Linked DNA regions of Mus musculus: all the other regions are linked to region 1. Evidence: chromatin contacts called from public HiCAR-type, Micro-C and promoter capture Hi-C data. All regions are on one chromosome and are shown on one strand. The core of a region is the stretch at or near the end of the contact, and the rest is flanking DNA. Distances in the headings are between cores, read along the strand shown. Region 1 holds the start of Fzd5 (frizzled class receptor 5). Region 2 holds the start of Adam23 (a disintegrin and metallopeptidase domain 23). Region 3 holds the start of Rpe (ribulose-5-phosphate-3-epimerase). Region 4 holds the start of Fastkd2 (FAST kinase domains 2). Region 5 holds the start of Ino80dos (INO80 complex subunit D, opposite strand). Region 6 holds the start of Ndufs1 (NADH:ubiquinone oxidoreductase core subunit S1).

What was found. Promoter capture Hi-C pulls out the DNA fragments that hold promoters and counts their contacts. Hi-C and Micro-C count contacts between places; a contact is called where the count stands out from the background. HiCAR-type assays count read pairs that join an accessible place to other places. Capture Hi-C pulls out chosen DNA fragments and counts their contacts.
Region 2: a contact with region 1 is called in a HiCAR-type map of embryonic stem cells, with 2.3 times the contacts expected there. The contact joins the promoter of Adam23 here to the promoter of Fzd5 in region 1. A contact is called at or near these places in 2 of 39 promoter capture datasets (the 3T3-L1 cell line and embryonic stem cells) and 3 of 115 datasets of contacts at active chromatin or transcription factors (astrocytes and embryonic stem cells).
Region 3: a Micro-C map of embryonic stem cells shows a contact between it and region 1, with 4 times the contacts expected there. The contact joins the promoter of Rpe here to the promoter of Fzd5 in region 1. A contact is called at or near these places in 3 of 39 promoter capture datasets (the C10 cell line, liver and pre-B cells), 1 of 484 Hi-C or Micro-C datasets (embryonic stem cells), 2 of 115 datasets of contacts at active chromatin or transcription factors (embryonic stem cells and large pre-B cells) and 1 of 9 other capture datasets (embryonic stem cells).
Region 4: a promoter capture Hi-C map of liver shows a contact between it and region 1, with 6 times the contacts expected there. The contact joins the promoter of Fastkd2 here to the promoter of Fzd5 in region 1. A contact is called at or near these places in 15 of 39 promoter capture datasets (the 3T3-L1 cell line, the C10 cell line, the HPC-7 cell line and 10 more), 6 of 484 Hi-C or Micro-C datasets (B cells, CD4 T cells, double positive thymocytes and 2 more), 9 of 115 datasets of contacts at active chromatin or transcription factors (astrocytes, bone marrow-derived macrophages, embryonic forebrain and 5 more) and 3 of 9 other capture datasets (adipose tissue, liver and macrophages).
Region 5: a promoter capture Hi-C map of the HPC-7 cell line shows a contact between it and region 1. The contact joins the promoter of Ino80dos here to the promoter of Fzd5 in region 1.
Region 6: a promoter capture Hi-C map of liver shows a contact between it and region 1, with 4 times the contacts expected there. The contact joins the promoter of Ndufs1 here to the promoter of Fzd5 in region 1. A contact is called at or near these places in 3 of 39 promoter capture datasets (liver and pre-B cells), 2 of 115 datasets of contacts at active chromatin or transcription factors (astrocytes and large pre-B cells) and 2 of 9 other capture datasets (adipose tissue and liver).

Annotation. Positions count from the first base shown.
Region 1 is chr1:64,735,167-64,739,303 of GRCm38.p6, reverse strand. It overlaps Fzd5 (frizzled class receptor 5), which reads left to right and starts at 1,554. Exons shown (of 2, transcript NM_022721.3): 1 at 1,554-2,171; 2 at 2,451-4,137. The coding sequence starts at 2,704.
Region 2 is chr1:63,442,893-63,447,269 of GRCm38.p6, reverse strand. Adam23 (a disintegrin and metallopeptidase domain 23) reads right to left here and starts at 1,379. Exons shown (of 26, transcript NM_011780.3): 1 at 858-1,379. The coding sequence starts at 1,059.
Region 3 is chr1:66,698,716-66,703,037 of GRCm38.p6, reverse strand. It overlaps Rpe (ribulose-5-phosphate-3-epimerase), which reads right to left and starts at 2,207. Exons shown (of 6, transcript NM_025683.3): 1 at 2,010-2,207. The coding sequence starts at 2,131. Unc80 (unc-80, NALCN activator) reads right to left here. Exons shown (of 65, transcript NM_001368824.1): 65 at 3,888-4,322.
Region 4 is chr1:63,729,174-63,733,060 of GRCm38.p6, reverse strand. It overlaps Fastkd2 (FAST kinase domains 2), which reads right to left and starts at 2,436. Exons shown (of 12, transcript NM_172422.3): 1 at 2,370-2,436; 2 at 840-1,661. The coding sequence starts at 1,574. It overlaps Mdh1b (malate dehydrogenase 1B, NAD (soluble)), which reads left to right and starts at 2,743. Exons shown (of 11, transcript NM_029696.4): 1 at 2,743-2,790. The coding sequence starts at 2,769.
Region 5 is chr1:63,112,405-63,116,879 of GRCm38.p6, reverse strand. Ino80dos (INO80 complex subunit D, opposite strand) reads right to left here and starts at 2,409. Exons shown (of 4, transcript NR_045915.1): 1 at 2,336-2,409. Ino80d (INO80 complex subunit D) reads left to right here and starts at 2,613. Exons shown (of 12, transcript NM_001114609.1): 1 at 2,613-2,669.
Region 6 is chr1:63,174,919-63,179,157 of GRCm38.p6, reverse strand. It overlaps Ndufs1 (NADH:ubiquinone oxidoreductase core subunit S1), which reads left to right and starts at 2,336. Exons shown (of 19, transcript NM_145518.2): 1 at 2,336-2,572. Eef1b2 (eukaryotic translation elongation factor 1 beta 2) reads right to left here and starts at 2,327. Exons shown (of 6, transcript NM_018796.3): 1 at 1,867-2,327; 2 at 1,282-1,404; 3 at 593-719; 4 at 260-326. The coding sequence starts at 1,946. It overlaps Gm26457 (a small nucleolar RNA gene), which reads right to left and starts at 481; the gene lies at 404-481. It overlaps Snora41 (small nucleolar RNA, H/ACA box 41), which reads right to left and starts at 135; the gene lies at 23-135.

The DNA of each region.
Region 1 (4,137 bases), core at 305-2,804:
AAGCAGTTACTAAGAACTAAAGAGATTAAATTCTAGGGAGATAGAATAATAAAAGAGGTAGAATTCTAGGGAATGAAGCAATATACATTATAAACATTTAGCTGTGATGTCTGAGATTAAACACGGAGTTTCATTAGCCTCCACAACGCCTTGCTGATAAACTGAAGATGGCTTTTCAGCCCGTACAGACGGCACAGAAGACAATAACAACCCAACAGATCTCAGTCAGTGAGGCCAGTTCAGAGTCCTTCAAGTACTCCTATGCCCTCCCCTACTTCAAATCCCTCCCACTCCCCTCCCCCAGCGGAAGGAGGAGTGAAGGAGCAGTCTACAATTTAAAGCCTCTTCATAAGCGTGTGAACGAATTTCAAGCATGCTAAACACCTCGGTCTCCCAGCCTAATTAGAACTCGTAGAAGAGAGGCATTTGTGGGACATTTAAAACTTGGAGTATACTAACCCATCAGGAGAGCGCCACTGCGTGTCCCTGCGTTGACTGTGCGCAGCAGGTCTTTTCACGGTTCCCACTGCCCCAGTACGCCCCGGTTATCCGGTCTCAACCTCGCCAGAGTGCACAGCAGCCAACCCTGGGGGACCAAGCACCCTGAGCTGTACACTGCTCCAGTTCAAGAGTTTTTCTCTGTGGGCAAATTCGGATCTGCCAGGGATTATAAACCGCAACTGCTAAGGACTAACGTCTCTAGAGACTTCCAAAACTGGAAAGAAATTCATTCTCTTGTCACAAGGACAAGATTTTGTTATATATAAAAGGGCAAAGCCTGGGAAATATCGATATTTCTAAGGGAGGGGTGAGTGGTAAAGATTGTGAACTCTGCTGCCCAGCTTCTGGTTTGGGATTCCAGGTCAGAGCGCCTATTGTGTGCCAGGAGCTCGCACAGGGAGGGGCACAAGTTTGTCAACGTCTCTGCTGTCTTGTTAGCTCAGCTGTGTAGGTCAAGTTCTGAGGTGTTCTGGCCTCAGAATCCTACGGTATCCAGATCGCGTATCAAGGTGTAAACGATTAACTAACACGAGGTTGCTCATTAAGTACTAGCACGTCTGTCACCTAGCACAAGGCAGCTTAGAAAGAGGACAGGTGGCACAACCGAATTGACCTCTCATCCCTTTAAACAAGCGCCAGACCTCGATAAGGACACTCAGCTGGAGAGAGGTGGCCTGGTGGAGGCCCTGGAAGCCGGCGTTCAGAGAACAGAGCCCTCAGGAAAGTGAGCACCATCCTGGTGAACCACCGCAGAGAACTCCAGAAGGACTTGGGGCCAGGTTTCCCGCCCGGGTTCTCTGGGAGGACTCATTAGCATTGACCCCGCCCTCGTAACTTCCCGGTCCACTATTGGCCGACGCTCTTCCGCTGCCCGCTCCGGGCGGGGCCGCGGGGCGCTCGCGGAGAGGCCAGGACAGCGGGGCGGTGGGCGGGGACCCGGAGAGCGATTCGTGGGACGGCCCAGCTCGGGGCAGGGCGGGAGGGGGCGGGAGGGGCGGTCCCGGGGCGGGGCCTCCCGGCGGGCATTAGAGGCAGGTGACCCGGGCGGGGCGGGAGAGGGCAGTCAGCCTGCGGCCGCGACTTGTCCTCTGCCGTCGCGCACAGCTCGGAGCTCCCTGGAGGTGGGCGAAAGAGTGCGAGAGCGCGGGGGAGGAGCCGAGCGGGGCGCGTCCCGAGAGCGCCGCCACCGCCCCCCGGAGTCTGCTGGAGCGCGGAGCCCCCTGCAGGGGAGGCGGCGAGCGGCTGGCGGGACGCGGCGGCGGGTGCGGACTATGCAGTCCCCGCCCGACCAGCGCTGGCTGCTCGCTGTGCTGTGAGGTGGCGGGGTCCCCTCCGGCTGCCGCACCCCTCCGCGCAGTTCAAGTGCTGCCCGGCGCCCTTGCCCTTCGTCCCGGCCCCGGGACGCCGGTGGAAGGCACGGCCTGCCCCTGCCTTGCTCTGCCCGAATCATGCAGGGGGCCCCGAAGGAAGAGAAGGCGAGTGACCGGCCCGCGCCGCCCATGGTCGAGGGGCGCCCTGCTCTCTGAAACGCCCTCCACCTGCTGCCATGTGTCGCCGCCACAGGTACCTAGCTTGTCGTTAAACTTTCCCAGCTCTGGCCCGATTCGGAGTCGCGCGACTGAGGAGCCCGGCTGGTCGCAGACATCTGCCGCCCAGCAGGATCCTCCGAGGTGAGAGCCCGCGTCTTCCCAGTTCACCCGGTTCCTCTGCCCCCATCTCGGGGACTGAGCTCTCTGGCCCCAGGCACAGCCTGCAGGGCCGGGCCAGAAAAGAGAGGCGGGCGCGGGCAGTGGGGTGGAGGGGGTGGGGGCGTCTGAAGTTTGGTTCTAGGAGGAGGGGAGGAAAGGAGTTAATCTTGAGATTGGAGCTGGTTTGCGGAGACCAAGTGGTTGGCGCTCCTCTAAGAGGAGTGGTTGCGATTTTTCTTTTCCCCTACCTTCTCTTTTAAGAGTTCTGTCCTTGGAGTCGGAGCCCTAATCATCCCTCCAGCCCTATCTGGTGTGGAACTGAGTGCTGCCGGCGGAGGCAGCGCCTTCCAGAAACAGTTTATCTTTGGACGGATTTCTTTAAGAGAAAAAGAAACCAACAGGTTGCCAGCCCGGGCGTCACACTCAAGACTCCGGAGAGGGAAGCCCCGGCCGCAGATTCGTCGGCCAACGCAGACCCTCTCAGGCAGCGGGAGGCAAAGGGAAGAAGGAGACGATGGCTCGACCCGACCCGTCTGCGCCTCCCTCTCTTCTGCTGCTGTTGCTGGCGCAGCTGGTGGGCCGGGCAGCGGCCGCCTCCAAGGCCCCGGTGTGCCAGGAAATCACGGTGCCCATGTGCCGAGGCATCGGCTACAACCTGACGCACATGCCCAACCAGTTCAACCATGACACGCAGGACGAAGCAGGCCTGGAGGTGCACCAATTCTGGCCGCTTGTGGAGATCCACTGCTCACCGGACCTGCGCTTCTTCCTGTGCTCTATGTACACGCCCATCTGTTTGCCTGACTACCACAAGCCGCTACCACCGTGCCGTTCCGTGTGCGAGCGCGCCAAGGCCGGCTGCTCGCCGCTCATGCGCCAGTACGGCTTCGCCTGGCCCGAGCGCATGAGCTGCGACCGCCTCCCTGTGCTGGGCGGCGACGCCGAGGTTCTGTGTATGGATTATAACCGAAGCGAAGCCACCACCGCGTCCCCTAAGTCCTTCCCGGCCAAACCTACACTCCCAGGACCACCAGGGGCGCCATCTTCCGGGGGCGAGTGCCCCTCGGGAGGCCCATCCGTGTGCACGTGCCGCGAGCCCTTCGTGCCCATCCTGAAGGAGTCACACCCACTCTACAACAAGGTGCGCACCGGCCAAGTGCCCAACTGCGCGGTGCCCTGCTACCAGCCGTCCTTCAGCCCGGACGAGCGCACATTCGCCACCTTCTGGATTGGCCTGTGGTCTGTGCTGTGCTTCATCTCCACGTCCACCACCGTTGCCACCTTCCTCATTGACATGGAACGATTCCGCTACCCTGAGCGCCCCATCATCTTCTTGTCTGCGTGCTACCTGTGTGTGTCACTGGGATTCTTGGTGCGCCTGGTAGTGGGCCATGCCAGCGTCGCTTGCAGCCGTGAGCACAGCCACATTCACTATGAGACTACCGGCCCTGCGCTGTGCACGGTTGTCTTCCTCTTAGTCTATTTCTTTGGCATGGCCAGCTCCATCTGGTGGGTCATCCTGTCGCTCACCTGGTTCTTGGCGGCTGGCATGAAGTGGGGCAATGAAGCCATCGCAGGTTATGCACAGTACTTCCACCTTGCTGCCTGGCTCATCCCCAGTGTCAAGTCCATTACGGCGCTGGCACTGAGCTCGGTGGACGGGGACCCAGTGGCTGGCATCTGCTATGTGGGCAACCAAAACCTGAACTCACTACGAGGCTTTGTCTTGGGCCCACTGGTGCTGTACCTGTTGGTGGGCACGCTCTTCCTTCTGGCAGGCTTCGTGTCACTCTTCCGCATCCGGAGCGTCATCAAGCAGGGTGGCACTAAGACGGACAAGCTAGAGAAGCTCATGATCCGCATCGGCATCTTCACCCTGCTCTACACGGTGCCAGCCAGCATCGTGGTGGCCTGCTACCTGTATGAGCAGCACTACCGGGAGAGCTGG
Region 2 (4,377 bases), core at 130-2,629, 1.3 Mb after region 1:
AATATATTTGTGTGTGTGTGTGTGTGTGTGTGTGTGTGTGTGTGTGTTTATGTGTATTATGTGTGTGTGAATGTAGAAATATATATATGTGTGTGTGTGTATATATATATGTATATACACACACACATATATACATACATATATGAATGATTTCTATTTCTTTCTAACTTTGAGATGAGAAAAAAAACTGTTTTGCCATAAAGGGCTATAGTTGCTGGCAACTTTCCAAATTCTTTCTTTTTTACTGCCAAGGCCAGCTTTCTGCTTTCAGTGACTTCCAATCACCAGTGTGCTCAACATTGTATTATTCTGATTGCTCATTATGACAAGCATTTTGGGAAAACACAGCCAAAGGTCATGCGCAAAGAGTGTCTTGGAGACTTTCATTCTCTGGTCCCCAAATTATGCCTCTCTCACCTTAATTCCAACAGTAGGGACTAAACCTGGTGGGGAATTTGAGGGATCAAGCATTTGTCACTATTATTGCATGCCCCCCACCCCTCCGCATTCATATGAAGGTTCCCCAAGGCAAAAAGCAACTTGCTAGCTCACTGCATCTTCCTGTCACTGGAAGTTACATAGAGAGCGCTAAAGGACTCAGGAGCCACCAAATACCTCTGGGTGGAACCCACAGTCACTGGAATGGGTCTTTAGTGAATGCAACAGAAACGGACTTCCAAAAGTGAACCAGCATGAACCTGGGCTTGGGACGGACAAGGGTGGAGAGGTGGACAGGGAGGCGCTCGAAGGCCAGGCTGGGGACCCACTCGTCCGGGTTACACGCACCTGCGTGCCCTTCTCTCTCCTCCCCAGGGCCCCGCGGGGAAGGCAACGCAAAGGGCACCGGCCATACCCACCGCTGGGCGCAGCGGCCCCCCGGGCACGGGGCCGGGATGAGGTGGCGAGCGCAGGTAGCAGGAGAAGGACGAGGAGCAGGCGGCAGGGCGGCGCGCGGGCCGGCACCGGGCCGGCGGGGCAGCGGCCGGGGCCGCAGGAGGCGCCGGGAAGGCTGCAACCCGTCAGGGTCGGCCGCCGGGAGATGCTGCCGGGCGGCTTCATGGCTCATCGCTCCCGGGCGCCGGTCCGAGTGACCCGCGAGAGAGCCGGGCTGGGCTGCGGGGCGGCTGCGGGCGGAGCCGGTCACGCCGGCTGGGCGCGCATGCTGCGGCCGCGGGCAGGGGTCAGGGGCTGGGGTCTCGGGGACGGCGGCGCGCCGTCCTCTGCTCTTTCCGCCTTTCCGGGAGCGGCCCGCAGAGAGGGGTCCCCGCCGCTCCACCAACTTGGAGCCTCCTCCAGTGGCTGCACCCTCCCAGTGGCGGGCGCGGCCGCACCAGTGACTGCGGGGGTTGCTGCCGGGCCTAAGGATGCTGAGGAGGCGCGCGCAGGAGCGAGCGGCACGGGCACGCGCGGCGCGGGCGCGAGACTCGGGGACGCGCAGCGCGGTACTGCACCCCACCCTCCGGGAGCGCGCCCGAACGGGGTTTCGGGTGCGGATGCTGATGCTCTTGCAGATGCTGATGCTGTAGCCTGCATGGGCCGCGCTGCGCATGCTCGACTGTGGGAGCCCTGGGGGGGGGGGGGGGCAGAGTGATGCAGCATCCCAGGCAGCATCAAAATAGTTGGTGGCACCTCCAAAGACCAGAGGTAGGGGAGAAAGAAGTTTGCAGTCAGGGATGACCCCAAGAGGAAAGTGCAAGGGTTTCCAGGCCTGGGGCAAGCCTGATCTGGCAACAACTTGCCAAGAAAAGCGACCCATCCTCAACACCCACTCCTATACCAACTCTCCAGCGCAAGGAAAACTGAGACTATGCATTTTCCTTCTCAAACCTTTATTTATTTCCTTCCTTCAAATAAAGGGCTGCAGCCAGGGAGGTAAAAATAGCTGTGCTCCTCATAGCAGCGAGTGGGATGACAGTGGGAAGCACTGTGGTGCATCCGCAGGCTGGCGTCTGTGGGCACTGAGCCACTGGGATCCCCTTGCAGGGTCGTGGGTCCTCCCTCCTCGTGCCCATAGGGCTTTGAAGAGAGCTAAATTCAGAAAGTGTGACGGGCCATATTCTGGAATAGAAGAAATACAGAGATTAGAAAGCAACCGTGCAGCTATCTTAGGAAATCTATCGTTTGTCAACCAGCCTTGGGGGTGCGCAGGCATTTCTGAGAACACACTTCTATTTTTGAGATCCAGTCGTATCTTGTGCAGAGAAAGGGGGTATTTTCGCTCAGTGCTGTCAGTTCCCTGGTTTGGGTGGGTTAGCAGCCGCTACTAATTCTGGTGGTTCCTAATTAAAATTTGAGGCCCATTTCTATCACTGGACTCTGGTAACACCAACAGTAACTTATCCACTCTCCCAAGACTGGTCTGAGTAATAACAATGGTGTCTAACTCCATTATTGATATTTAAAATAGAGCTAAGGATATCTACTTGGAAAGGGCTGGGAAGGTTCTAGAAGTGTGTGATTAAAATAACAGTCAAGGCTGTTAGCCACCTTCTGTACCCGAGCTTCACGGAACGAACTTCTGGAGACAGACAAAGATGACAGGCCTGCATGCAGATCTCACACTGCAGAGCGGTTGAGGTGTCAGATATTAATTTTAATCTCTTCTTTCCACATTTGAGCATGAGTATTTATTGGACACATGGATTTAATTAATTAACCAATGTTCGTTCGCATGCACACACACACACACACACTCTCTATGCGAGCAGCAACAGTTTTCATTCACATTGTAACGCTAGGTCCTAACATGCTATCTAAGGACCAGGGAAATCTCTTGGATAATACATGGCCAATGAGTAAGCCAGGAGATTGTCTATAATATACATCCTGAAAAGGGGGTACGGAGACCTCGTAGTGCATGAGGTTAGTGACTTTCCTACTTGCTATCCTTGGCTCTCCATATGCAAATCATTTTTCCCTATCAAAACATGGCAAAAACAGGTGCTGGGGGTGTAGTGTTTACCTATCATGTAAAGGCCCTGAGCACTCCATTCCAGCATCACACAAAAAACTATCTCTCTCTGTGTGTTTGTCTCTCTGTCTGTCTCTGTCCGTCTGTCTGTCTCTCTCTCTCTTTCTTCCCCACCCTCTGTGTGTGTGTGTGTGTGTGTGTGTGTGTGTGTGTGTGTACATGCACTTGCACTCAAGCACACATGAATGTCTGCTATGGCACATGAGGATGTCAAAAGACAACTATATGGAGCGACCCATGGCGCTGGCCACATATGTGGCAGAGGATGGTCTTGTTGGACATCAGTGGGAGGAGAGGCCCTCGAGCCTGAGGATGCTTGATGCCCCAGTGTAGGGGAATGAGAAGGTGGATGTAGGGGAGGTGGGAGGATGGCATTGGGTGGGTGAGGGAGCACCCTCATAGAGGCAGGGGGAGGGAGATAGGGGGTTTCTGAAGGGAAGACCTGGAAAGGGAAAAACATTTGAAATGTAAATAAAGAAAATATCCAAGAAAAGAAAAAGAAAAAGAAAAAAAAAAAAGAAAGTGTTGACTAGACAGAGAGTCAATACATATATTGAACCTAACAATGTGTTCATCATGTAATCAAAAGGACAAATGAGTTAAATCCTTAGGACCTGTATTTAAAAAGCCAGGAACAAAGATAATAATGTAATCCAATGATGAAAAGGTGTAGTCAGGTAGACCTCAGACAGAGTTTAGCTAACTTGGCAAATTCCAGCCAGTAATAGAGTCTTGTAACATAAAGAAAGAAAGAAAGAAAGAAAGAAAGAAAGAGAGAGAGAGAGAGAGAGAGAGAGAGGAGGGAGGGAGGGGGGAGGGAGGGAGGGAGGGAGGGAGGGAGGGAGGGAAGGAGGGAGGGAGGGAGGGAGGGAGGGAGAGAAGGAAGGAAGGAAGGAAGGAAGGAAGAAAGAAAGAAAGAAAGAAAGAAAGAAAGAAAGAAAGAAAGAAAGAAAGAAAGAAGGAAGGAAGGAAGGAAGGAAGGAAGGAAGGAAGGAAGGAAGGAAGGAAGCTGGGCGTGGAGGCACATGCCTTTAATCCCAGCACTTGAGAGGCAGAGGCAGGCAGATTTCTGAGTTTGAGGCCAGCCTGGTCTACGGAGTGAGTTCCAGGATAGCCAGGGCTACACAGAGAAACCCTGTCTCGAAAAAAAAAACAAAAACAAAAAACAAAAAAAAAAGAAAGAAAGAAAGAAAGAAAGAAAGAAAGAAAGAAAGAAAGAAAGAAAGAAGAAAAAAAGAGAACAAAATAGAATACAAGGTAGATTAAAAACAAAACAAAACAACAACAACAAGAAAAACTATTTGTGCTGAGTCAGGCATGGTGGGGACAGAATGACACAGTTCCTGCCCCTGGGATAGGGCCATCAGATGTGGGCCTCCAAGAGTGTAGACTGTCCTGGGCATAAG
Region 3 (4,322 bases), core at 958-3,457, 2.0 Mb before region 1:
AAGGCATAAAAATTGTTAAAAGTAGAACGATTTAAAATAATTTTTTTGCCTTATTTACTAACTTAAGTCTGATATGGGGAAGGGGGCCAGCTGGGGGAAGGGGGGGGCATCGGTGATTCTCAGAGATGCTTTCTACTATTACTAAGCAATGATAACATGCTTTAATGTCTCTTATCAAGGAAAGTCAGATCCTGCTCTTGGAAAGTTTACAGTACACCAGGAGAGAGAGACATAGCAATATACCTTACTCTTCACGATAACATATTAACCTCAAAGAGTACCTGGACAGCCCACAGAGCCCTGGCCCTACACAAAGGACCAGATATCTAAGGAATTCTGAGAGCAGGAGACACAGTCTCATCCAATACCAAATGGCCAGCTCTGAAAATATACACACAAGTGGCATTATACAGACTGAGCAGGTCAAATTTATGTATTTAGGGATATATGTGTGTCTGTATTTTTACATATGTATTTAATAATATTTTAAAAGGTCATGGTTTTGAAAAAGAGCAAGGAGGTATAGGGTCTGTGTGAGGGTTTGTGGGAGGAAAGAGAAGGGGGAATGATTTAGTTATATTATATAGAATCTCAAAAACTAGACACGTTTAAAAATAAGGTTAAAAAAGCTGGGCACACTCAGGAGGCAGAAGCAGGTGAGGCAAGCCTGGTCTACAGCAACATTTGTATTAGCAAAGTGAAAGCACTGGTGTCCACCCCTCCCCTCTGCATCAAGCAGGCTCATTACACCTGCAGTCTGTGCCATGCTAGGACCCCTACATTTTCTCAGGCATCGAAATCAACACCATCTCTGGGGTACACATTCCAGCCGGTCAAGGGCTTTCAAGTAAGTGTTAAGAAAAATGAGATTTAACCACGGAGAGCCAAAAGAAACAAAACTGCTATGGACAAAACAGCAGTGATGTTAAAAAGAATTAGTGTAACTGAGTGTGGGGACCCGTGCCCATAATCCCAGCATTTGGGAAGCTGAGGCAAGATTTTGAGTTTGAGGCCAGTTAAGATTTATACAGACCTTGTCTCAAAAAAACCAGAAAGAACAGCAAAACCTCCAACAAGAAACGAAACTGATGTAAATAACACATATTTGCCAATGTGACTGAGGGCAAACAGATTTTGCTTATTTGAAATAAATTTATTTTTCTATCTCACTCCCAAGGTCTTTTATAATTTTATGTAAACTTTCGGTGGGAAATGCTAGTCAAAAAGCCAAGAAGATTCAAGTTCCAAGTCTGTCACAATCTTCTGTAATCTTGAGCAAGTCCTCCAGCCTCCTTTGGGTCTAGGTTTGTTTCCTCACTTTAGAACCAACTTAGGAAACTTGTACCCTGATTCTGAGCATTATAACTACAGTGCTTAAAAATTACTTACAAAAAAACTGACCTCCCTGAAGAGCAGGGTGCCTGAAGAGAAAATAGACAGGAAAATCAGAATTCGAATGGGTTATTCGATACAACTAACAACTGCAGAGAATCTGTTACACGCCAGGCACTGGACTTGCTCGTTTCAAGTTCCCCAAGACGCGGAAGCGTTCTATGATCAATAATCCTTCCATTTTCCTCACACTGAACCCGAGTCCCAATCAAGGCTGAAGCGGCTTGCCTAAGACAAGTCGGCAAGTGGTCGAACTCCGGAAGCCCATCCAGGTGTCAAGCTGAGGCTGTCTGCCGGCTTTGTCGAGAACTAGTTAGTTATCTGAGTTCGATCGAGCAAGTCGCGCCTGTCCCGTTGGGCCTCAGTTTCTCTACGAGTTCACCAGAGGAAGATCCTGAACACTGGAGGTGGCTCCCGGGTCCTATCACCACAGGTTACGGGGTGGCGGGGAAAGGACCGGGCCCCAAAGTCAGCCAGGGCCGGCTCGGTGCCCTCGGCAGCGCGCTTGGCCAGGCAGCCCGTCGTCGCACAGGGGCGCCGTGCACCCAACAGGCGCTCGCTGAGGTGCAGCGACGCCGACCCGCGCGGCCAGCCCGCCCCGAGCCCCGCGGAGTTACCCGTCCATTACATCCAGGTGCAGGTAGTCGGCCCCCGAGTCCAGCATGCGCAGGCACTCGGCCCCCAGGTTGGCCAGGTCGCTGTTGAGGATGGACGGGCCGATCTTGCAGCCCGACGCCATGGTGCCGGTTCCCTAGAGCGAGTGAGCCCACGAGAGCCCGGGCCAGCCAAGACTCCGTCCCGATTGGGCGCGCCGCACTGGCTCCGCCCCCTCCCACCTCGCACTCTCTTCCGGACTCTGCCGGAAGCAGCTGCCCTGCGGCGAGGAAGTCCCGCCTCCTCCTGGGGGGGGGGCGTCAGCTGGCTGGCTAGGGGCGGAGCCAGGTGCAGAGCTTCTGCCTTCTGTCTTGGATTTCCAAGGATCTTCTGGCTTCTTTTCCTTTTGAAAGGGAAAATAGTTTATTGAGTACAATGTAAGAAGTTCTACGGGTTGATCAGCTAGACTACCACCTACAATGTAGGAAATTTGTTTTTATTTTTTTCTCTGTTTCATACACGTATAGCATATATTGTGATCATATTCAACCCCATTACCCTTTCTTACCCCAGCCACTCCTCCTGACCCCTTCTTCCCAATTAACTCCTCTCCTACTTAAATAACTTCACCTCACGTGTCTGTAGGTTTTGTGCAGGGAGCCACAGTTGCTTATGCAATCATTAATTGCAGCATTCCGTTGAACTTCCCCCACCCTCTGTCTCTTACAGTCCTCTCTTCTGAGATGTTCCTTAGTCAAGCTGCTGATAACTGGTGACTGCTGAGTACTCAGTGTAGGAATTTTTGCAGTAGCTGAAAGTATAACGTAAAAACAAAATTCTAGGCCTTTAGGCCCAGGCATGGGAATGTGACCTCTGTGACTTAATGATGCTAATCATAAAACAGATAGCGACATTCCTCCACCCACCCGCTTCCTGGGTTCAAAGAGTGTTCATTCAAAGAAAGTCACCCTGACCATTGCTATGCAAATGTGCTATTGTTAGGGGCTCTTAGAAACTGTCTTGAGAGATAACTGGAACAATTACCAGGTATTCCTTGTGACTCTTGTGACTTTGCACTTCCTTGGGACTCTTAACTGGTATCTTTGGTATTTTCCAACAAAGCCCTCCCCACTTCCTTGAGTTGTGGTTTCTTCCTTTAAATACCTCCTTACCCAGCTAATCGGTGTGCCACAGACCTCTACCCCTGCGTGGTGTATGACCGTGGGCCCGAGAGCCCTCTTGAATAAGTTTGCAGTAAGACCGTTTCTTGTGTGATTTGGGGTGTCGCCTCTCCTGAGTCAGAACGTGGGGGAGTCCTCACGTTGTGGGTCTTTCATAGCCAGTCTGATAGAGTTGCTATCCAGCCATAATTCTTGAAATGGATAAGTGGCGTAATGTCAAACGTATCCAGAGTCTGGGCCAGGAAAAAATGAAAAGGTACATGAAGATACACGTGGATAGAACAAGAGCAATTCCTAAAGAACAAGGATAGGGCTCTCATAGTTTTATTAAAAGCATGCTGGTAATTTAGATGCCATGGTTTCTGCAGGGGACACAGTTAGAAGACAATAGTCTTTAATATTCTGACTTGGGGATATACCAGCATTCCGGGTCATAATCCGGGCAGTGAAGTCAATTTGGCTTGCTGTCTTCCATATCTACATTTTGCTTTATTTTGAAAGATAGAAGATGAGAAACAGAAGTAGGTAGGTATCAAATATGGCGGTAGAGGGACTGGGGGTGTTTACCCATTAGTGACTTTAAGCTAAAAATGGCTTTAGGCTTCCACTTTAGAGTGGAAGTCTGAAGAACAAGAGATGAAGGAAGGCACAGACCAGGTCTTGAAAAATGATCCTGAATGAGCTATCCCATTCCCAATGGAAAGAAGTGAAATTAGAGCACATTAAATGATCTTAGATTTATTTTATTATATGTGCATATTCAAACACAGAAATCATTAGCTTTCATAAATATCTTTCATAAACATCTCAGTATTTATTCAGATGCATTTTCCATGCTCTTTGGTCATTCAGTATTCATAACAGACTTTATAGTCATCTGAAGGAAGTTGGCTGTGTAGTCAATCCTTTGTCTTCACCTACAAAATGGCTAATAAAGGACTTTAATCCCATGGTCACAGTGACTATTAAAAATATCATGGAGGTACGTAGATTTATGATCCTAAATGATCTTTAAATAATATAAGTAAATTTATCATAAACTTTTCCAAATACATTCTGCCCTCTATTTGTGTTTATTCTCCTGAGTGTCAGATCAAAGTTTGCTTCTAAAATGCTGCAGTTGAGACCCACAAAAATAAATGAGGAAGTGGGCTA
Region 4 (3,887 bases), core at 1,187-3,686, 1.0 Mb after region 1:
CCTATTTCAGCTCCCTGAGCTAGCCACCTTTTCCATTGAATGTCAGCCATGTAATGTCTGCTGCAGACACCAACCCCTTCATAATTAATCCTCACAAAACACCAGCTGCTTCTTGGACACTGACTTTAGTGTCTTTCTCAATATCTTATCTCCACGTTTTGAAGACCAAAACTAGGTTGGAAATCCCATTACACACTCTCATAAGACCCTATATTCACTCACTCATTGCACTGAGAGATCTATGTGTGCTTTGATAGCTGCACTCTTGAGTATTCAGCACAGTGCCCTCAACATAGCATGAGTCATTAATGGAATGTGGCCACCACTCCTGTAACTGCCTACAAATACATCTTCCAGTTTAGATTGTAGGGGTCATGATTATAAGAAAATATGTGTTACATCTTTTATAACAACTGGTAAATGTGGTACCTTGTACATGGTTGACATCCAATATATAATCAGTATATAAATAAAGGAATCCACTAGCTGTTAACCATTAAATCTGTTTCCTAGTCTTAATTCTACTAATAGGATTAAGGTTATGTAAAAAAACAAACAAACAAAAAATCCGCTAGTTTACCTCCCATCCATTCTCCCTTCAACTACTCAACCTTTCTCTGCATCTCTCTTCATTTCCACTTAACCCTAGAGAAGGTCGGTGGGGCAGGTTTTCACAAATTTCCAAAGCAAAAGAAATGATCTAACTTAAGATCTCCTAGCCATTAAAACATACATTCTGCTGATAGTCTTTTAAGGAAGCTATACACACCTACATCCCCTGAGCTCCTTCAAACCATGTTAAACGCAGTACAGCCACACTTAAGTCTCTTTGGACTTACCTGAATCGTCCTCAGCAAAGTCTGTACCATAAGAGTGTTCTGAGGGATTCCCAGCTTCACTATAGCATTAAGGCTGAACAAGAGGTGGTCATAGTGCATAATCTTGGCTTCTCTCATCATCTGCTCACACAGCTGGTTAAAGGCAGGGTGACTGAACATCAGCTGTCTCTCAAAGCGCCTCTTGTCTTCAGATATCCTTTTGGCAATTATCCACATTGCTAAGAAATAGTTACTACCAGGAAATGTAGGTGCTTTTGAAAATGTGTCCAGCACATCACTCAGAGAGTTACACTCCTGGGCTAGCTTTTTATAATTCACAGGGGTTGGTCTTACTTTCTTGGTGAACACATCTTCACTGGAGGTATGATGAAAGTTTATTTTCTTTAAATCATGATCAGATGTCCCATCAGAGACAAAAGAATGTTTTGCATCAAAGGACAGTCTTCTAGGACAAAGCAGCCTATCAGGTTTAAAAACGGCTGAATGGCTTATGCCTTTAGTTTGAATACAACCATCTACTGATTTAGAAATAAATATATCCTGAAAGAGGTATCTAACAGATGGTTGCAATCCCTCATCAAAAACATTTAGCCGATGGTTTCTTGGGTTCCATTTTGAATGAATAACCTCTGGTCTGCAAGTTCCCAATGGATCTATCCTCAAAGCTCTGCTTCTTGGAAGTAACGTACTGAATCGTCGGATGGTCCATAACAAGGAACGTGCTTTGCTATTCATTCTGCTATCTATTGGCACACTTTCAAATACCCAAGATGCAACGCAAGTTGCCGTCTTTCTAAAAAAGAGCACATGCTGTGGACTGTCCTGTAGAGGATAGGTAAATAAAAGAAATAATGGTTAAAAACTGTTGCTTAAATAAGGGAAATGCATCTAACAGGGGCTTGCATGGGCACCGACGAGCCGCTAGAGTTTTATATTAAAATGGAACATGTCCTCGGTATGCTTCCTCCACGTTTATTTCATCTTTGTAAAAGTACCCAGGTCAATCACTTTAGCAGTTGTGGATAAAGTAGTTTCAATCAGTCAATCAATAAATGTGGATAAAGTAGCATAGATAGGTAGGTAAACTGAGAGATAGAAATAGACAGCTAGAAAGATAGATAAGACAGACAGAAAGATAGATAAGAATGTCTTGTGTAGGTGTTCAATATCGGCTAAGGAGAACTTTGTTAACACTACTTTGGAGGCCTTCACTGAAAACTGTATCATTGATGGACACTTCAGATCATCTTGCATTGGCCAAAAGCGAACTGTTAAGAAAACGTACTCGGACAGGTCGGTCTTGGTTAGGGACGGAATTAAAGAAAAAAAGCGATGTCCTTCCCGCCTGAGAATCTACAATCAGCCAGGTTCATCAAGATCCCGGAACCGGAGTCGGTGTCTTTCCGCAAATGGGCCGCCCAGCACTGCCCTAAACTTAAGACCCAGGCCACTTCCCAAACTTTTCTCCCCTAGGTAAAAAGACAAGTACGATCCGGCCCGCGATTCCGCTTCTGCTTGCCATCCACTCACCTTCGAACAGAACCCCGTGACTACACATAGGCGCAGCCATGACAGTTCCTCCTCAAGCGGCGCGTCTGGTGACGTATTACGGATTCTTTTATAAGTCAAAAAGCATCGGTTCTCAGCGACCGCGGAGGCCATGTGCAAATAGGGAGGAAAACCTTCCAGAAAGAATAGTTTCTATTCTCTGATGAAAAGATAGAAGCGAGAGCCTTAGGAAAACACGGAGCTTATAAAGTTCATCTATTGTTGTTTATGGAAACTCAAAACATTCAAATAGTGACTTTGAACTTTTAGCCCCTGGCGGTGCAGCCTCTTTTGAACGCGCCTGCGCCAGTTTTAGTACCCGCCGCGGTTGCCAGGAAACCGTGACGCCACGGTCCCAGTTTCTAGGTCTTGCTAGAAATCATGGCCAAATTTGTGATCGCGGGTGAGTGCTTCTCTAGTAAGCCCACAGATCTCTTCCCATGGGTGGTCAGCCTTGTTAACTGGCTTCTGTTCTTCAGCCCCATCCTTTAGAAGGATCATCTCAGGCTTTCTAGGCATTCATTTAAAGACGCTTGATACACAGTGGCAATGTGTCAAAGTCAGATGAGCAATGGGGACACGTTGGGGAAAATTCCCACCTCTGCCCTTGGCCAGTTTTAATTCCCACAAAACGTATAAGGGGTACAAAACGTATAAGGAATTCCTCTGATCTGCTGTGACTAATGTAATGATGGACAACTGCACAGGCCTCGGCGGGGTTGGCGGGAAAAGGAGCATAAGGAATGGATGGAGAGAAGGAAATAACTAAGCTATTAAAGAAACCAACCTCCAGATAAAGGCAAAGAGCTAGAAGATCTGTAGTCTAATGGAGGACCTGGATGTGGGAATGTCGCAGGGCCTGGGTTAGAATTACAAAATATAAACTAGATATTTAGTTTAAACAACAACAACAACAAAAGTTTGTACTAAATCTTGAACAAAATTTAACGAATTTAGGTAAAAATAATGTCAAAGTGTCAATTCGTCTACATTTTTAATGTAGACCATCTTGACAGCTGGAAGCAACACCACTACTTACTGGAACAGGCTGTTGACTGTATCTGCTTCCTCTTCTTTCACCAAGTATCTTTTTTTTCCTTTTTATTATTATTTTTTATTAGGTATTTATTTCATTTACATTTCTAATGCTATCCCAAAAGTCCCCCACCCACCCACTCCCACTTCTTTCACCAAGTATCTTAAAAGAGCTCCCTACTGTTCTATCCTTCCTTCCACTCAGTCTGGCTTCTCCTTTGGCCTTCCTATACAAACTATTTTGGCCACAATCACTTCTTTATTACACAATTGGAATTTACCATCCCTTTGGAAGTACATCTTTTGCTTCACTATACATTCAGATAAATATTTTTTTTTTTAGCACTAGAAAACGGGATGGTGGGAATACATACAGTAAAAACTTTCAGGACACTTTGTATATAACAGTAACAGGTCAGTGTTCTGGAGGAAACAGTGGTTGTGATGGTTTGTATATTCTTGAGC
Region 5 (4,475 bases), core at 1,160-3,659, 1.6 Mb after region 1:
TGGGGCCACACACATGCTTCTCAGGTCCACTGCGACCTGCAAAGGACGCTTACTCTCTTGTATGACCACTGTGCTTTATGTCCAAGGGGGACAGAACAAATACTGGGCTGAGTGGGTGATGTGACTAATACTGGCACAAAAAGCTATGAGTTCCATGCTAGCCTGAACTACCTACTGAGTCCAGGGCCAGCTTGGGTTAGATAGCAAGATCCTTTCAACAAACCAAACCAAACCAAACCAACAAAAATGTAAATATCTGGGGGCGGGGGAGGGTGTGGGGGACTTTTGGGATAGCATTGGAAATGTAATTGAAGAAAATACCTAATAAATTTTTAAAAATGTAAATATCACACAACCTCACAAGTAAGACTTCCAACGTGAGAGGAACTAGTTAATTTTAATGCCCACAGTTTTTCCCACCAATGAAGGAGGAAAAACTCACAGAAGGTTTTATATTCAAATTTAGATAATAAAGCTCCCCAGACAAATAGTATCTGAATTCATCTTAAAGTTATAACTCGGAGACTGGAGAGATGGTTCAGCAGTTAAGAGCACTGACTGCTCTTCCAAAGGTTCTGAGTTCAAATCCCAGCAGCAACATGGGTAGCTCACAACTATCCCTAATGAGATCTGATGCCCTCTTCTGGGGTGTCTGAAGACAGCTACAATGTACTTAACATATAATAAATAAATATTTTTTAAAAAAAAGTTATAACTCAGAAATAGGCATTTTAAACATCAATTACACCTAAAATGCTTTGCAATGAATTTTAAATGAGCATCCCTAATTCCCTTGCAACATACAAAAAGCCTGGCTAGTTCCTACTTCTCCTAACACCTCCGCCATGGACATGTCAGGCTGCAGCAGCAGCTGGCTGTCTCCATGCCTGGTGCACTTTTTCTTTGATCCTGTTTATGTGCTAAAGTTTGTTCATTAAAAAAAAAAAAAAGAAAGAAAGAAAGGGAGGAGATTCTGGGGCTGGACAAATGGCTCAGTGGTTAAGAGCACTGGCTGATCTTCCAGAGGACCCAGCTCAAGTGCCACATGGCAGCTCACAACTGTCTGTAAGTCCAGTTCTTGGGCATCTAAAACCCTCACACAGCCATACACGCAGGCAAAACACCAATGTACATAAAACAAAAAATCACTTAAAAAAAGTAAACCTATTACATCTTTGCAATGTACAAAGTCGCTCAACAGGCTGACACTACACCGGAAGTTCTGAACATTCCAACACTAGGGAAGAGAAGCCTACCCCTCAATTCTGTGTTCCAAGAAGCAGGCAGCAAAGTATGCAATGTACCAAAGGCCTAGACATTCATCAATCTATGCAAACTAAAAGAAAATAACAGAAATGGAATTCTAGATATAATTCTTAATAAATAATTTTACTTGAAGAAAATCCAAGGCATCTTTCAATCTGTTGCTAGGTTTATAGGAGTCATCTTTCTTCTTGGGCTGATAGATGAACTGGCTTGCTCAGCTGTCCTGAGAGTTTAAATACACACTACTTCTATTTGCACCGTGAAAAATAAACAGCTGTATTATGCCTTTCTGGGCAGTCAATAGGTTTTACTTACATTGCTCTGAGAGAAGACAAAAGCCATCTCTTTACAATTGACTCTCAGCAGCCTCAGTTCCTCAGATACCAAAACCACAAAATCTTACCTCTAATACATGAAACCATAAGTACGAATACATACAACATAAACGAGCATTAAATAAAGACAATACCGTGACCTCTAAGTCTCTCAAGTGCCAATTTACAGACTGGCCACCAGATACAGAACTTGGACCTGCCATAGAGAAAAATCATTATTAGCCTGAAAAAAAGAAAAAAAAATAGAAAAAAAAAAGTAAGCTGCCACTGTCACCCTTATGGAAAAAGTTAACATGGAAAACAATAATATCGTAAAACCTGTGTCTTGTAAAGATTTCTTTCCATCAGAAGGTGCAGAAACATTCCCCACCACGGAGCACACGACCTCCTTTCTGTTTCTTCCCTGCTTTTTCTCAAGTATGGGCTTTTTTCCAGCGATGAGAGGTAGAAATTTGGACTTTATCTGGCTGGAGCCGGTGCACTTCTCCCCTTGGCCCCTCTCTCCTCTGCCTCCAAGATGGTAGGAAAGTTGTCGTTTCGGAGGGCAGAGGAACTGCTCTGTGGTGTTATGTCCTCGCGGTGCCTGTAGTGGTGCTGTAGGAGGCTGCTGCCTCTTCTAGTGCAGGCGGGCAGCCCTGCCTTCTTGGCTGGAGAGTATATTCAGGGATTTCCCCTTAATGATCACCGACCCTGGGAGCACTTTTTAGTTTCCAAAATAAAAATATGATCCTCACCCCTCGTGTTAGACAGGGAAAGACTCTTGCCGAAGCCCAGGGAGGGAGCAGTAGCAGCCGAGCTCCCTAAGTCCACTGCCAGCGCCTCTCTGATCTGTCAGCCTAGGCGAGGGAGGGGGGGTTGAGGGGGAGGAAGGAGGAAAAAAAAATTAAAAAAAAAAAAAAAAAAAAAAGCAGCTGAAAGGTAAGCAGAGGCGGCCCCAGGCCCGGCCCACATCCCCGGGCTCCCGTAGGGCGGCGGGCTGGGCCGCGTAGGCAGGGCGGGCGGCGAGCGCGCTTACGTGAGGCCGGGGATTCGCCGGCCCACGCCAGGCCGCGGGCGGAGAATGAAAGGGTGAGTGGGGCCGGCGCTGGGGTGGCGGGGGATGGGGCACCGGGGGCCTCGGGGACGCCCGCGGGCAGCGTCGGCGGGGGTTCCGGCGGCGGCCTGAGCGCGGCGAGCGGCGCGGCCTGCGCGGGCCGGGCCCCAGGAGTGCTGCGGAAGGGGGGGCGCCCTAGGCCTCGGGCCCCGCGGCGGCCGCGCCCTGCCCCCGCGCCACAGGCCTCCCGCGCCCCTGGGGTCCCCCGGGGCCTCGGGGCGGGCGGGCGGGCTGCATCCTGCGCCGGCCCCAAGCTCTCCCGCGGGACGGAGGGCTGGGCGGCGGGGACCGGGGCGACGGGGCCTCGGAGTGGGGACCGTGCGGCAGCACCCCGTCCCCGGGCATCGCGCAGACGGGGCCCCCCGGATTCCGGTAACTGTTGGGTTTGTTTATCCCCCCCGCTCCACGGCGCTCTGGGCGGCCTGGCCGGGGCGGGGCGGGCGGCCTGGCGGGCGTGGGGTGGAGGGGCGGCGAGGAGTCAGGTGCAGCCGCGGCCCGGAAAGTTTCCTTTTAGGCCCGAATTGGAGGCCGCCTTCTCTCCGGGGAGCCCCGGTCCTAGCGCCCGGGACCCCCGAGGGCTTCGGGGGGCGAGCACTCGGCTGGCTCGAAACTCTTTGCCAGTTCCTGTCCGTTCAAGGTACTCCGCCCCTGCACCCCTCGCCCGCGCCGCGCCCCACCCCGCTCCCCGCGATCCCCGACGGGGCTGCCAACTCCAGCCCATTCCCCAAGAGCTCCAGGGCCCGGGGAGAAGCCGTCTCTTCCGGTTTGGAAAAGTTTTCAAGGGGTTTTTCTTAGCTTTATTAGTTAGTGACTGGGCTTTCGGGGGTGGGGAAGGGAGGAGGTAGATTCAGGTGCTGTTTCTATTGCAAAGTCAGGGTCCATCGGCCTCCCCTCCTCCCCCCTTTTTAAAAAACCCAGCACCCCACCAAGGAGCTGTGGGGGTGCTACTTGTGTCTTTATTACTACCCCCACCTTCTCTCCCGGACTCCTTTGGGTCCTCAGTCTCCCTCTCTGGACAGCTCCGGCAGGAAGGTAGTTAAGAAGAGAGCAGAGAGCAAACTGTCAGGGAGAGGGGCAGGACCAGGCAGGCTTCTGGAGCAGTCCCCTGCCCTCCGTGGTAGGACTTTACCCCTCTTAGTTGGTCACTTGTCCGGTTAGAACCGACTCAGACGCTGAAGCCATGGGGGAGACCTCGGCTGACAGACAGAGCATTCAAAACTGGGAGGAAGGACCTGGAGGGCTGGGCGCCTGGGGAAGTAAGGTCTACCTGCAGCGCAAGGAGCAATGCCCGATTTGTTCTGAGCCTATTTCGGTTTAGGTGATGTCCTTAGGTGTCACTCTAGAATAGAAACCACGGGGGTTTATGGAAGCGTAAAGTTCTCATTGCTCCAGTTTGGGGGTGGTGTTGTCTGTGGAGGAGCCCTGTGAACCGAACATTAGAGTTTGGCTTTGGCCTACCCTGTCAAAGAACTAGATTTTTTTTTTTTTTTTTTTTTTTGGTTCTGTTTTGGTGCCATCAGCTCTGGAACTTTTTTTCTCTTCTTTTTCTTTCGTGGAGTAAATTTAAGTTTCCAAATCAAGAGTTTCTTTCTTTCCAAGGATAGGCTGTTTATCGAGGCTACAACTGACCTCACCTGGGTATTGTTTTATGTTGAAATTGCAATGTGGCCCTGCCACCCCCAGCCCCAGTGTGGGCATGTGTGGAGACTTCATTTGACTTCTTTTATTAGTTCTTTTTTGAAATTTCCATATTTCTCTCAGAGCTTGGGGCTCTGTGTGTG
Region 6 (4,239 bases), core at 1,087-3,586, 1.6 Mb after region 1:
TCAAACACACACACAATTTGCCTTGTGTCTGTCACACATAATCCTCCTCCTGTGTGGCTAAGAAAGAGGCATTAAATTGTGTAACAGTTTCTTTCCCACAGAGGAATGCTACAACTGCTACCATAAAGACAGCTGTAGACCAGTAGCTGTGGAAGTTTTAAAATATTGACCCATTCAATTTAACTGGGGAAAATCCACTTTAGGGCAAGCACTGGACAAGCTCCTGAAATCAACACTACTAACAATGAAGATTACCCACTTTTAGCTTTCTTGGACTCATACTGTGCAAGGCGTTCTTCTCGTAGCTTCTTTGCTTCCTCACTTTCCTGTACAGAGAAAAGATGTTTCACAAAGTTGGTTATCTTCTGCTTAAATGTAGTGACAAGGTCATCACAAAACCCACCAGATTTATCAGAAAAAGCAAATCCATCAGGAGCTCAGCCGAAAGAAGGTGATTTGATTTTATTCATCATGTACCCAGTGATAAATTTTAAAAGGCAGACAATAAAGCCACGCCAGGATCCATCCAGGGAGTGGCTATGGCATCTGTCCTCAGGCTTCTCAATATGCTTGGATAAAGATGAAGTCATACCTCCTCATCATCAGATCCAAAGAGATCAATGTCGTCATCATCCTTAGCATCTGCAGCTCCACTTCCTGTGGTGTCTTCTACACTGCTAGGGCCATACTTGCCCAAAGATTTCTTCACTCCCGGCAGGCTTGAAAACAAACATTCTGCCACATTAGGTCAGTGTCAAAGCCCTTTCTAGGCAAAACACACAATCTTCCTTTCCCAGGAACTCCCACTCTCTTCTGGTTATTTAACCTTTAGCACAATCCCAGGCAAATAACTTTACTCTTCACCCATGGGAGACATTGTATTCAGTACTCACTACGGCTTACTCTTTCAGAATGAACATCTGTTTGAGATTTCATTAAGTATGCTCACTTCCATTCTTAGTGAACTGGAATCCACTTCCCCAAACTTCCACCCTTGCTGGTAGTTTCAGAAGAATGGCCAGGGACCGAATGAGCGAGCTACCCTCACACCCCAGCGGTGGCCCCCCCAGGTCCAAAGCACATGATCAGAGAGGTGTGGGAAAGGTGAACTGCGGTTGTCCATGTTCTACCTGTTCTGTGAGAAAATGGAGGACTTCAGTCTCTTGGCCTTGTAAGGTCACAAAGAAATTCAGCTCACACTAGGTCAGCAATGCTAAAGCCAACTTTAACCCGGTCCCTACTTTGCATGTGAAAATCCAGGTAGCACAAAGATACCTTTACCTGGCCTTTTCTTTTTCATACGACTTGATGTGATTATACCAACGTAGGGCATGACACAGGTCAGCAGGTGGTGGACCAGAAACTGCTTCAAATACTGCCACGTCTGCTTGTGATGGCACGTACCTGCCAGTGACACAAAAACAAGTGCACAGACCTTTAAAAGAAAAGACACAAACACTAGCTGGTAAATGACATAGCCCATATCCGTCAAGCTAACTAGTGAGAACAATTACAGGGCTAGCCTAAGTTGCTTCTCATTGAAAGGACACAGAACATGTTTGAATCTAGGCAAGCCCAAGAACTATCTGCCACCCAGGAGAACTCATCCCACCAGACTTGCCACAGGTTTCAACTAACAAACTAACTTGTCCAAAGACGCGGAAGAACCAGCTGGACGTGGGCACACGGAGAGCAAGCATCATCTCAATTATAATGCTGGCAGCCCCTCCCGGGAGGTCCCGCTCCATTGGCATCCCGGCCCCGGGAGCACTGACTCGGCGTCCCCCAGCATCCGGAGACCCGCTTCCTTCCCGCCGAGCCCGCGCCACGTGGCCCCGGCCCCCCAGCCTCTCGGCTCCTGCTCACCCCTCAATGTAGCTCTTGTCCGCCAGGTAATCGTTGAGCACCTGGAGGCCGGCAGGGGTTTTCAGGTCTCCGAATCCCATGGCGAAGGCTGGAACGGGGAGCTGTGCAAAAGCGGAGGACGAGAGCGCCGGGAGGCCGCGGCCAGCGCTGAGGGAAAAAAAGGACCCAGAGCGTCCGGAAAACTCCTTATATAGAGACGGAGGCGTTTCCCTCCGCCGCCCCGGCTAGAGGTTAAAGGTCAAGGTCCGTTCCTAGTCTCGGTCCTCCGCGTACCACTGCGACTTGGTAACTAAAGGGCCCACAGGTCGTCCGCCGGCCTTCCCTTGTCTTTGGAAGAAAATTAATAAAGGAGGCATTTTAAAATGCCTTCGCTCCAAGGACTCCGAAACGAAGGGAAACGCCCTCTGAGGAGCCGGAGTTGAACGAAAGCGCTCGGACGCAAGGCCTCGGCTACTTCCGGCGGAACTGCAGGTCCAAGTCGTCTTCTCCGCTTCCTCCCGGGCTCGCTCTCGGAAATTGCCGAACAGGTCCGAAGACGGGGAAAAACAGTCGAATCTGTGTTTCTAGTCCCTCCTGGCTTTCCGTCCTCCAGGTCGGGCTGACAGAGGTTGCCGTGGCCGCCATATTGACTTAGCGGCCAGGGTTTTGAGGGGTCAGGGAGACCCGGACAGGTCCGCGGAACTACTCGGTGGGCTCCGGAGGAAAGGTGAGGACGCGTTGAAGTGGGCAAGTTGAAGCGCTTCGAGTGGTGTTTTCTTTTTTGGCAGGTCTGCATCCCATAGGTCAGACAAGCCGTTCTCCTCTTGCCCTTGACTGGGTACCAGCTCCTGCCCCGCCACCTCTGGAACCCGGGAGAGCCGGCAGGTGAGGGTTATGAGCCTTGGTTTCTGGTCTGATGGAGCCTAAGCCGATCAGGAGACCTTTGGGAGTCCGGGCTTGCGAGCTACTCTCTCTTTGCAGGGGAAGACAGGAGATGGCCCTGTCATCAGGAGACCGGTTCATCTCCCAGGGTCACGAGAGACTTAAACCTCAGGCATCGGTTTAGTTGCTGTCTTGAACCTGTCCACGCTACTGTTTGTTTTTGTCTAGCCCGGTGATCATGTTGGGTAGTATTTTATTCATTCCACCGACGGGGAGAACTGACAAAAACTAAAAGTTAGCTCAGTCGGAGCTGGAGGGAGAGTCAAGCGGTTAAGAGTGCCTTGCAGAGAGGATCCGAGTTCGGTTCCCACTAGCCCAGTCAGAAGACTCCCAGCTGCCATGTAACCTTATCAGGGAATTCTCCACTCTCTTTTGGACTGTGAGCACCGGCACTTAGAAGTGCACATTACCCACACACAGATAAGCACATGCACACATAAACTAAAAATGAATCTTAAAAAGTTAGCCTGGAGTCCGCTGCAGATCAGGAAGCTGCGGTGTCTTCAAGTTTGTGAGGTTCATGTCTGTAAGACCAAACAGATTTCTGGGATCCACCCCCACCCCATCACTAAATCTAATATTCTAAGCCAGCTCATCAGCGCCTTTTAGAAAGTTACTTTTATAAGATACAGCCAAGATATTAGAGCCAGGGTGTGATGATGGTACCTGTCTGTAATTCCAGAAAGGGGAGGCTGAGATGTGAGGATTGAACGGAGAACTTTGTGTGTGATTAGGTAAGGACTCTACTAACTGAGCTACATCCCTGACTTGACTGGCTATTTTTGTTCCTATTTGGTAGATACTATGTCTAAAATACATATTAGAGCTGGGAAAGATCTTAGTTGGAAATGATGCTTGCCAATCCTGACATCCTGAGTTAGATCTCCAGGACCCACATTGATGGAAAGAAAGAACTGACTTTCAAAGGGTGTCCTTTAACTTTCACAGGCACCCGCCCCACCCACCTCCTTGTGTGTTTATGGTGACACTCACGGAGTAAGTAAATGAATGTCAACAACAACAACAACAGTAAAATATATACCAATCTGGACATGGTGGTGCGTGTTGATAATTCTGCTCCTTGCTTGGGAAGTGGAGGCCTGAAGTTTAGGAGTCCAAGTTAATCCTTGACTTCATAGCAAGTGTGAAGCCAGTCTGAGGTACATGAGGTCTGTCTACAAACAAACAAACCCCACCAAGTAGAAAACCCCAGTAAAACAAACTGTACAGTGTAGAAGCCAGGTTATCCCCAAACTCTTGATGTAGTGCAGGCTGTTTTTATGGGATGAAGCTTCATGGGTGTAGATCAGGCTGGCCTCAAATTCATGATTCTCATGCTTTAGGTTTCCCAGTGCTGGAATCACAAGCATTGGCCCTGTGCTTGGCCTCATCAGTACTTGTTAAAAATGAGCTATGTACTGCTCATTCTGGAATTTGGTGCAAAACTATTTG